Linked DNA regions of Zea mays: region 1 is linked to region 2. The links are chromatin contacts, called in public Hi-C maps. All regions are on one chromosome and are shown on one strand. Each heading gives the region's core, a stretch centred on a gene start, on an enhancer-like site or on the middle of the called end of the contact. The rest is flanking DNA. Distances are from core to core; before and after follow the strand shown.

What was found. A called contact is a pair of places that touch in the nucleus more often than the background predicts.
Region 1: a contact with region 2 is called in a Hi-C map of leaf, with 4 times the contacts expected there. The contact joins the enhancer-like site here to the promoter of LOC100277016 in region 2. A contact is called at or near these places in 2 of 25 Hi-C or Micro-C datasets (both in leaf).

The regions. Positions count from the first base shown.
Region 1 is chr7:63,320,959-63,326,117 of Zm-B73-REFERENCE-NAM-5.0, reverse strand. LOC100384176 (homolog of histone chaperone HIRA) reads left to right here. Exons shown (of 10, transcript NM_001362248.1): 7 at 62-296; 8 at 412-534; 9 at 628-748; 10 at 895-1,423. The coding sequence ends at 1,095. Among protein-coding and RNA genes, the nearest start is that of LOC100384176, 12 kb to the left of the region's middle. Within about 2 kb of position 1,672, at least 16 of the 20 cell types and tissues checked have an H3K27ac peak or open chromatin away from gene starts, as enhancers often do. A contact at or near this core is called in leaf, where this site is marked.
Region 2 is chr7:63,209,633-63,215,552 of Zm-B73-REFERENCE-NAM-5.0, reverse strand. It overlaps LOC100277016, which reads right to left and starts at 2,795. Exons shown (of 1, transcript NM_001165498.1): 1 at 1,949-2,795. The coding sequence starts at 2,602. The coding sequence ends at 2,093. It overlaps LOC103632397, which reads right to left and starts at 1,209. Exons shown (of 2, transcript XM_008654233.2): 1 at 380-1,209; 2 at 1-289. The coding sequence starts at 710. The coding sequence ends at 183.

The sequences.
Region 1 (5,159 bases), core at 423-2,922, 110 kb before region 2:
CTGCATCTTAGTGTTTGCTGAAATAGTTGGTGCTTAGTAGTTATCTTTGCCATGTTTACAGGTGCAGTAAAGGTTATATCTGCTAAATTCTCAAGATGTGGTTTTCCCTTAGTTGTCCTTGCCAGCCGTCATGCTTTTCTTTTTGACATGAGCATGAAGTGCTGGTTAAGGATTGCTGATGATTGTTTTCCGGCATCAAATTTTGCCAGCTCATTTATTTTTCCCCAAGCTGGAGAGCTAGGCAAGTTGCAGATTGATGTAGGCAAGTTTATGGCTAGAAAGCCTATATGGAGCAGGTCTGCATGCACCTCTGATTGCTGTAGTATTATTGAACACTATGCCTGTGGCAAGCTAATGCACTGCATATCAGAGCTAGCTCAAAACATACTGATGTGGGAGTTTCTGTTTCAGGGTTACAGATGATGGTTTGCAGACACGTGCCCATTTAGAGACCCAGTTGGCAGCTTCTTTGGCTTTGAAGTCACCACAGGAGTACCGCCAATGCCTCCTATCCTACATACGGTTTCTGGCAAGGTTAGTTATGTGGGCTCAGGCGCTCAGCTGTCTGTTAAACTGTCAGTGACAGTTTACTGACACGTTTATTTTATTTTTCTTCTTTACATGCAGAGAAGCAGATGAATCCCGTCTACGTGAGGTTTGTGAGAGCTTCCTAGGTCCTCCCATGGGCATGCTTGGATCTGAGTCATCTACGGATCCCAAAAGTCCAGCGTGGGATTCTGATGTTCTCGTAAGTCTATCTTTCTCCCGACATGTTAGTGTTACACAATAATAACCATAGTTCATGAACTGTAAATAGATGATGCTCCAGTTCTCATATTCTTAGCGTACATGATCTCCAATTTCGACAAGTAACTGATGGCAATTGATGTACAGGGGATGAAGAAGCACCAACTCCTCAGGGAAGACATACTTCCATCGATGGCATCTAACCGGAAAGTCCAGCGTCTGCTCAACGAGTTTATGGATCTCCTATCAGAGTATGAAGCTGCTAAGAGCAAAGTTGACCCAATGGATATCACACCGGCGCTACCACAACAAGCACCAGAAGCCAATGCCAACGTGGTCACCTCGTAGCTGCACCAGTTCCGTTGATAGTTCCGTTGCTGGCGACTTACTGACCTCTCGGTAAGTATGATAGGATAGCAATCTTGGTAAGTCCTTATATGAATCAATCAATTAGTTGTGCTTGTAACTGGTAGATTGTTTAGCGAGGGAGGCGACCTCAGGCAAACATTGATATTGAACCCGTTAGCTGTAACGCTGTGTAACAGTAGAAGAAAGAAGCTGAGGTCGCCAGGTAATTTATTGTTAAACTGTAGGAGGCCGGGTAAACTCATGCCCTTCTTGTTCCAAGCTACCGTATGCAGTGGTGGCCCACTGGCCGTGTGTATTTTGGCGAAAACCTGCGTCGTCAAAAACTGGCATTGACATCTTTTAGAGGAACAGGAACAATGAGCATTTCGGCGGTGATGATTGAGCGGGCACGCCATAAACATGTGATTTGGATAATTCTTTATGTAGAGCGGCTTTTATATGTGTAAACAGAAACAGAAAATGGTGGCTTAATCCAATCGTCAGTTGGAGAGGAACCGGTGGATCTTGGGCCTGAAAGTCTCGGCCTGTGTGCCATTGCAAGTTGTGTCGTTGTCCTTGTCGGCGGCAGCGTAGTAGTAGTCGTTGTCCTTCCTCCGGACCACATACACACTGTACGGCTGCAATAGTGTCTCTGATATACCACAAAAAAAGAAATAGTTGATCGATCATTCACCACAAAAAAAGGGTCCACATGCCAGCCTAGTGCACATGTGAGCCCATCATCTTTGATCTAACCGTCAACTGACAATTTTGCAAAGAGACCTTTCCGTCCGCTCAGCCGTACCCGTAGCGCAGCACCCGGCCACTCCTCCAGTCTGTCAGACCTGGCGGAGGCTGATGGCCCTATTGACTGCAATGACACACACTGCAGAGGCCGCCCCATCCTGTGCAACACGATGGAGCAGCAAAGCAGGCTGTACTGGTCCTGTTTTCAGCCATGTAGATGACGTCCATATCACTGCACCTTCTCAATTGAACTAAAGAATATGCAGCTACTTGGTCATGTCCCCTTGCTGCATTCAGCCTAAGCTACTCGTGCAAAATTTCTGTATGAATACCAATCATAATTCAGAAGAAAAGAATACTAATAAGAAGAAACATCAGATAATGGAACAAAATAAGTTGATGTCAGAAAAAGTGCTGGTAGTTATTGTTCTGCATAACTTAGAGAAGATGAGCAAAATTGTAAAACAAAACAACAGGAAATTCATATTTTGAGGTGGCTAATTCATCCCATTCTTTCCCTTGTGTGGCTTAGGTATTTCTTTTGCTCTCTTGATTCTTTTACTCCTTCCCTTTGAATCAACATCAGTTGGTGGATGAACCACAACTGTTTTTGGAATGTCAGACCGTATCTAGCAGTTCACCTATATGGTCAGCTAAAACACTGTTTTGCATGGTAGACTGCATTGTTCACATAGTAGAGTTGGAATATCAGTATGAGGATATGTAAGCTGTTGAAAATAGCCTCACAACAAATGAAACTCTAATATTCTTCTTGAGGAGCTTGCACTGTGGTAGGCACACTTCCACCAAAACAAGCCTCTATATTCATCATGCTTGAAACCATGAAATCCATTCCTTCATCAGAACCCTTTTCATCTTTGAATCTGTTGAGCACCATATGTGCCACCTAGAGAGGCCGGACGGTCCGGGCCGAGGACAGGACCGCCCTAGGCGCGCACGGTCCGCGTGAAGATTAGATCAGGCGGTTTAGCCACTTTTTTCGTGCATGTTTATCCATCTAAATCCGCTGATTCTATTGGGGAACGCCTAGGATGAGTCCAGACCTCTTCTTATATATATGAAGGGGTACTATTGGGGGCCTGCTTCTTCGTCGAAGGTCCTCTAAGCAGAAACACCTTCGAAAGATCGGTATATAAGCAAACACAGCGCGAAGGTACACGCCGAAGCTACGATCCAGGGAGCTTCGGCATAGTGACATGCCTCGAGAGGAAGGGTTGCACCGACTTAAAGAGGAAAAGACCGATTAGTCCATGATAATTTGTGTCATGATTATAACTAGTCATCAAGGACATAAATGTAATTTTGACCGGGCTGCGTCCCGTGCCTATAAATAGGTGAACAGTACCCCCGTACTGTTCACGCTGACTTGTATTCACTTGCACGTCACACTTGGATCTATGCCTTCTGTCAAGCCGAAGGTATAAATATAATTCAACATTGTTTATATTCATTCATGATGATATATTAATGATGTCATATAATTATTCATGATGCTTCTCATGTTTCATACGCTCCTACTTTCATTATTATATACTGAGATGATGAAGGTATGTCCTTCATAATCTTCGTATGAAGATCATTATATCCTAAGGGAGATAATGCTTCGAAGGACGAAGGTCTTTAACCATTAATATTTTGTGTTGTCTTGTTCTTAATTCATAGCATTTGAGAACAAGTCCCTAACAGATACGATCGATAGCTTGAACCAATAATCGAACCAAAACAATCTATCTTTTATTCCTTTACTTTCGTTCCCTAGGAGTAGTAGTAATGTAGTCTTCTTCATCCTCATGTTCACCTCTCTTTAACTATATGCCGTCTAGAGGCGTCTTGGGTGGCCTGCCGACCACCTAGGATCTCTCCTCCTTGCTGGGGTCCCACCCGAGAGGGGGGATCCAGGTGTTGTTGGCAATCGCCGCTGCCCCTGTACACGAACCGTTCTGGCTCAACGCACGGACCGTCCGGCACAACGCAGTGAAGAAGGGCAAGTTCCTTATCTGTTTGGTATCAACGAAGGGAATTGAAGCCAACCCGAGCAAGATTGAAGCTATACTTCGGATGGAGCCACCAAATTCAAAAAAGGGGGCTCAACGATTGGCAGGAAGGCTTGCGTCATTGAATAGGTTCATATCAAGATCAACAGAGAGGAATCTACCATTCTTTAAAATTCTAAAGTCAACCGAAGTTTTTCAGTGGAGTCCGGCTCAGCAAAAAGCTTTTGAAGAATTAAAGCAATACTTGATAGATCTGACAACTCTAACTCCACCTTCGCCAGGGGCTCCATTACTCCTGTACGTAGCAGCTTCTCACTCTGCAGTTAGTGTGGCACTTGTACAGGAGAAGCTAGATGGCCAAATCAAAAAGCAGGCCCCAGTATACTTCATCTCCGAAGTTCTAAGTTTATCAAAGAAAAACTATACAGAATTGGAGAAGGTGTTGTATGCTGTGTTAATGGCCTCCAGGAAGCTTCGTCATTATTTTCAAGCATATCACATAATCGTTCCTTCATCACAGCCTCTGAAGGACATAATGAGGAACAGAGAAGCTACTGGAAGGATTGGAAAATGGGCTGCGGAACTTAATGAATTCAGTATTGACTATGTACATAGATCCTCAAGTCAGTCCCAGGCGTTAGCAGACTTCATTGCTGATTAGACACCAGGGGCTTAGGAAGAAGAAACAAATAAAGACGCCGAAGCTTGGACAGTGTTTTGCGATGGTTCCTAGGGAACCTTCGGTGCAGGAGCGGCTGCTGTCCTAGTTGCGCCTTCTAAAGTCAGAACATGTTATACAACAAGGCTTGACTTCAGTTGTACAAATAACATTGCTGAATACGAAGCTCTTCTTTTAGGGCTTCGGAAGTTAAAGGCAATGGGAATAAGAAGGGCAATCCTTAAAACTGACTCTCAAGTCATTTCTGGTCATGTCGACAAAAGTAGCAAGACAAGAGATCCGAAACTTGAAAAATATTTGGACACAGTTCGAAGGCTCGAAGCTTCTTTCGATGGATTTTCTGTTAAGAATATTCCAAGAGGGGAAAATGAGCATGCTGATATGTTAGCCAAGTCAGCGGCACAGGGGCTTCCTTTACCTTCGGAAGTATTTTTTGAGACAATAAAAGCACCTTCGATTGAACTTATGGAGAGAGCAGTGCTTACAATATCTCCTGTACACAGTGAAGATTGGAGGACTGAAATTATGTCTTTCCTCCAAGGAAATTGTCTTTCGGATGACGAAGTTTATAATAAGAGAATGGAAGCAAGGATTGTACAAACATGGGGTCTGTTCTCCGCTCA
Region 2 (5,920 bases), core at 1,546-4,045:
TCCCCAACATACACTACATCGACCAAAACATAATTAGACAAACAACAACTGCACACATGAAACAACCTCTTGTTCTCTAACCGCAAATGTGATCCTACCAATGTGTATAGCCGAAACATTTTACACACATCCACACATATACATGCATTGCCTGTCATCAACCAAATCATACGTATTGTAAACTATAAATCAATCAACCTGAACGGGATCAGACTAGACACATGTGCTGTCCACATGGCTCGGCATTTCGTCGAACGGGCAAAGCACGAAGCGTGATGTCGACCACTAGCTGCGAAAACACACAAATTTGTTGGTGGCAGTTCATCGAAAATCACACACATCGGAAAATAAACATCGAGGACAGCAGGGGGTTTCTCACCACGGATTTCGACGGCGTCACGGATGGAGCTGCGCAGCGAGCACGAGAGCGATGACACACGATGAGGGGAGTGGCGAAAGAACGGGAGGGCTACTGCGATGTGGAGGAGAGGGAGTCCTTGCTGCTTGTCGTTGGGGATAGAGAGGGGCAGGGAAAGGCGTTGCTTGGGCGCTCGGATGGGGGAGCCGAGGGGGAGAAGGTCGCTGTGCAGGGTGCCATGGAGCAGGGGAACAGGGAGCTCGGCCATGGCGCTCATGGCAACCACGGCTACCAAGGCCGGCCATCCGAAATGGAGGAGGCGAGCGCCTAGGGCAGGGGGCACGCGCGCCATGGGGAGCTAAGGAGGCCGGCTACGAGCGTGGCGCCATGGACAGAGAGCTGGGCGACAATGGAGCTACGCCGGTGCCATGGACGCCAGGAAGGGGCGCCGAGCACAGGGGGCGGCTGGGAGGCGCGAGAGGGAAAGGGACGCTCGGCCCTGGCTGAGCTCCGAGCAATGGGGCCCAGGGAGGAGGGCGCCATGGGAGGGGAGGAAGCTCCCTGCGCGCTGCCGTGTGGGAGGAGGAGCGCGGGCTGCTGCCGTGAGGAAGAAAGAGACACGGAAAAGGGAAGTAGCGGCTAGGCGGTTGGTGGAAAATAGCCAAATGCAAGTGAGGAGGTCCGTATTTATAGAGGAGCCCTAGCGTTAGGGTTTCTGAATGGGCCAAATGGGTTGGGCTATCCCAAAACACTAAATTGGCTGCGCTAATTATTTTTTTGAGCAAAAATGCTCCTGCGGAATTCGTCTCTATAGAGAACAGAGCGAAATAGAGTTCGAACGAATGGACGATTGAGCGACTAATTCGGCCGAGAGTCTGATTTGATTTCGCTCGAAAATAATTCCCTACGCATGATTCGAAAATAAATCGTCTTAAGATATGACCGACTTTTGGCTTTATGATTGAAAGAGATAAATCGCGACATTTAAAAATTATCGCCGATGTTGATTTTTGAAATTGGATCGGACACAGAGGTATTAAGCCGAGTCGAATAAGAATTTATTTGAGAACAACGCATTGGAGATTCCGCTTTGAAATTTTCTAGCGCACTATTTTAGAAACAATACATCTCTCAAACTTTTGATCGGCTTTGGATTTTTAGTCGGAGAAGACGAATCGTGACATTTTAAAAAATTACTGTCGATACTGGTTTTGAGTTTGGTTCGGACATAGAGATATTTGGCTGAGTCGGATAATAATTGATTAGGGAACGACGCAACAAAGCATTTCGTTTGAGAGTACGGACTCAGATTAATTTTTGGACGTAGATCAAACATCGAGAAATTAGATTTAGACACAGCTCGACTAGCAACTGTCGAGCGCTTAATTAAATCAGCTTTAGACGAGATTTATAAATCGAGATGGATTATCGAGTTTGCATTCGTACCGAGAAATAAAAGTTTTAACAGGCTCCAAATTCGGCCTTCTGTGAGACTGAATAACTCCGAATTCGGTGAAATGTGAATGAATAATCTAGATAATCAGAGACATACGCAAGCGAGAAATAGAAATTTTCACTGAGCATCCGAGATTAGGATAGATCTCCCGACGTAACATAAAATCGACATTTAGGATGTTACATGTATTTCTAACTTAAACTTTATACACATATCAAGCGTCTTATTTCACGATCATAAAACTAATATAAAACTAATAGTAAAAATAGTGAATCAGCTCACCATATCTCAATTTGATTTGATATTCGCCTGAATGATGACAGGCTGACGGAGGCGACATCCGGTAGGAGTAGAGTATAGAGGCGCGGCCAACAAGGAAGCTGGGTGAGTGCTGGCAGCACGGCAACTAGGAGACGGCAGCGCGGTTCGGGTAAAACCGCGCGAGCACTGGACGAGAAAAACGACGGGCTAGACGGCGCTGTAGAGTTGAGGGCGAGCTCGATGGGAAAAAAGACTCGGCTGGAGCTAGCATGGAGGCGAGAACGCCATGGAGTCCGGGGCACGGACGAGCACAGTGGACCCGGTGTCCAAGCGTTGAGCCAGGGCAGACTGGAGAAGCCGACGCTGGGAACGGCGGTCGAGCGCTTTCTGGGCGTGATGCAGCGGCAGCCAATTGCTAGGGGAAGGAGACGGCCGTGGGAGAGGGAGCCCGCAGGAAATCCGGCACCGGGAACAGAGAACAGGGAAGCAGGGGCGCGCGTGGGAGATGGGGAGCTGCGCGCGTCCATGGGAGGGCGGTAGCAGAGAGATGGGCGCGCGCGGATGCCAGGGAACCGCGGCCAGGACGAACGGCCATGGAAACTAAGCTTGAGGGAGCACCGGCCATGGAACCAAGGACGAGCGTGGGAACAGGAAGCAGGGCGAGCGCACGACCGGGCGTGGTGGAGTCCGAGCGGCTGGAGAGATGCTGCGTGGATCCATGGATGACGGTGAATGCATGGGTGAAGCAAGTGTACTGGGAGCAGCGAGATAAGCTGCACGGCCAAGTAAACTGATGCTCCACGAAAGAATCAGCTGGGGCGGCTTGAGGATAAGATTGATGGCCTGTTATGCAGCGTGAGGATAAGGAGAGAAGGAGAGGAGAAATTGGATACGGTGGCAACTTGTGACGTGCAGGCGTTGTAACGATTAAATGCCACGATTTTGAAGAATTTCAGTCGCGATGTGATAAATATCCTAGAATCTAAGCTGAGAGCGGGGAAGATAAATGAGTCATTTGTCTTTTTACATATATCTAATAAATATATATGTTTCTCTCCAATTTGATTTTTTTCTATTTTGTCAGATAAATCTGGGATCTGGGATTTGGATTTAACGAGAAGTAAACGGGTCAATATATAGCGCTATCGGTTAAAGTATTATTTTCTCGGATTTTAAATAGGAAACTGAATCGGCTAACAATTGTTACAGTTTCGGTTAGTTTGGCATCGATTTATTTAAACAGTCTGCCCTTAGTAGTGTCTCTACCGAATTCGTAGAGATCGCTCGAACAAGAGCAAAATACTTAGGTGACCTTTCCAATTAGCCTTAATTGATTAATTTTAAACTGATGCTACAAAATATCCTTGGAATGCGCCAAAACTCTAAAGAACAGTTTTGCAAGGGTGGGAGCATATTCTTTCGAGCAGAAATTCATCCGTGGTGACCCCAATGGTGTCGTCCAGTGGCTCAGCGGAGAAGTCGAAGCCTTTGATGAAATCATAAGTGACCGGGGAGACTTCTGCGCATTCCCTGGCGCACGAGGGGTCGCGGCGACCTTAGAGAAAGCCAATTGTGAACACGTTAAGGGTGCGGCTCAGCCGGGATTTGTTTTCTCGGCGGATGACACCAAAGACCCTTTGGCTGAAGCTTCTACGCTGGGCGGGAGATTTTACTCTGATGTGTGGGTGAAGGGCAGTCGTGAGATGGCTGATGAAGCGATTAGAAAAAATGAGAAAGAATCTCACGACGCTCAAGAAGAAGCTAAGCGAGCTGAAGAAGTTGCTGAGCGCACAAGGCTTATAGGTACTTTTACTAAGGTTTAACTTCGGAGTTCGTTTTCAGCTTCAGAATTGACCAACATTTTTTATTGTAGCTGAACTTTCACCTCCACCGGAGCCATATAACCCTGAAGCTGACCCGACCATGAAGGAAAAATTAGACATAATAAGAACCGCTAATGAAGCCGTTGACGAAACCATCGACAGACTGCTAAATGAAGCTGCTGAAATTGTGCTAAAGGAAGACTAAATTTTTGTATACTTGAAAGTGTAATGCTTGTGTATGGCCTTCGTCTTTTGTAAGAAACAAACATCAAGTTTTTGTATGTATATTAATGTAATATATTTCTTTGTGATGCATGAAATCTTCATACGTACCGTTTTTAAGCTGTTGGCGAAAAAACACCTTCCCTTCTTTTCATGCTTCGGCGAAGAAAAAGATTCTCTTTATGTCACTACTGACGAAGATTATCTTCGTATAGAGAGATATATCTACCGAAAGCATGTCTTGTGCTATAGTATTCCCTTCCATAAACCGGTCAATTCTTTCGAAAGGGCAACATCCCTTTGTTTCTCCACATCTTTTTGGTGATGCAAAATGATGTATGATGCGATGCTATTCAATATGATATGATGATATGATGCAGAATGTCATTTGTCCCAAAAGTAAGAAACCACACGGATACACACCCAGACTATGCATCCCCTTGGGAACGACTTTGGAGTCTCTTCACCTTTTACTTAGGTGGTATTTCAGCTCCGCATCCCCTTAGGAACGACTTTGGAGCTAAGCTCTGCATCCCCTTAGGAACAACTTTGAAGCTTCTTCACCTTTGATTTAGGTTGTATTTAAGCTCTGCATCCCCTTAGGAATGACTTTGAAGCTTCTTCACCTTTTATTTAGGTGGTATTTTAGCTCTGCATTCCCTTAGGTACGACTTTTGAGCTTCGGAACTTACTCTGCGCTCTCTTAGGAATGACTTTTGAGCTTCAGAACTTACTCTGTGCTCCCTTAGGAACGACTTTTGAGCTTTGGAACTTACTCTGCGCTCCCTTAGGAACGACTTTTGAGCTTCAGAACTTACTTTGCGCTCCCTTAAGAATGACTTCTGAGCTTCAAAACTTACCATGCGCTCCCTTAGGAACGACTTTGAAGCTTCGAAACTTACTCTTGTCACACTGGATGGTGTAAGCACATGTTTATTACATCAAGCTGAAGGTTAAACCTTCCTGTATTGTCTTTTTAGAAAGAAATATAAAAACAAAAAGAGTAAAAATAAAACAAATCAGAGATCTCTCTTGGCCAGAACATTGTGCCATCTTTAGTAGATATGCCTTGACTCAGGCACAATACTATTAACTGTGCGAGATTCGGACTGCTCCCGAAGGTCACGTTGTTGCTGAGGCCGAAGATGCCCTTCTGGCTGCTGATCATGACTTGGGGGAGGCGCCAGTGTGGGGGTGGGGGTAACTGAGCCCAGGAAGCTTGAGAGTGACTTGCTGAAGCAGCAGAAGTCGTAGGCTGTTGATTGCCTACGTATTTCGGGATGTATGGAGAGTAGCACGAAGTAGTATGCAAGACCTTCTTCGGCTGATTCTACCGTGCCTCGGCTTCACCAATTTCCTTTTGCTTTTGGATCGTGACTTGGCATGTCCTCATTGTATGTCCCTTGTCCTCGCCACAGAAAAGGCAGAACAATTTTTTGGGTTGATTACCGTACCTTCCTCCGCCAAAGCTTCTCCCCCCTCTGCCTCTCGGGGCTGGTGGTCTATAAGAAGTCTACAGCATGCCTGAAGAATGTGAGATGTGCTAACTGCTTTGAGCATTATTGGCCCTTGTCATCGCTGGCATTGAGATTGTGGATTGTCCTGACATGCTTGGGATGGAGTCTTCCTCCGAAGCCCCTAGTCATCTCAGAATATCTATATGCTTCCTTCCTTCTTTGACAGAAACCATTATCAACCCGGTTGTACTCATCCATCTTCTGAAGAAGTTTCTCCAAGGTCTACGGTGGCTTCCTTGCAAAATATTGAGATGTGGGTCCTGGTGGAAGCCCCTTGATCATG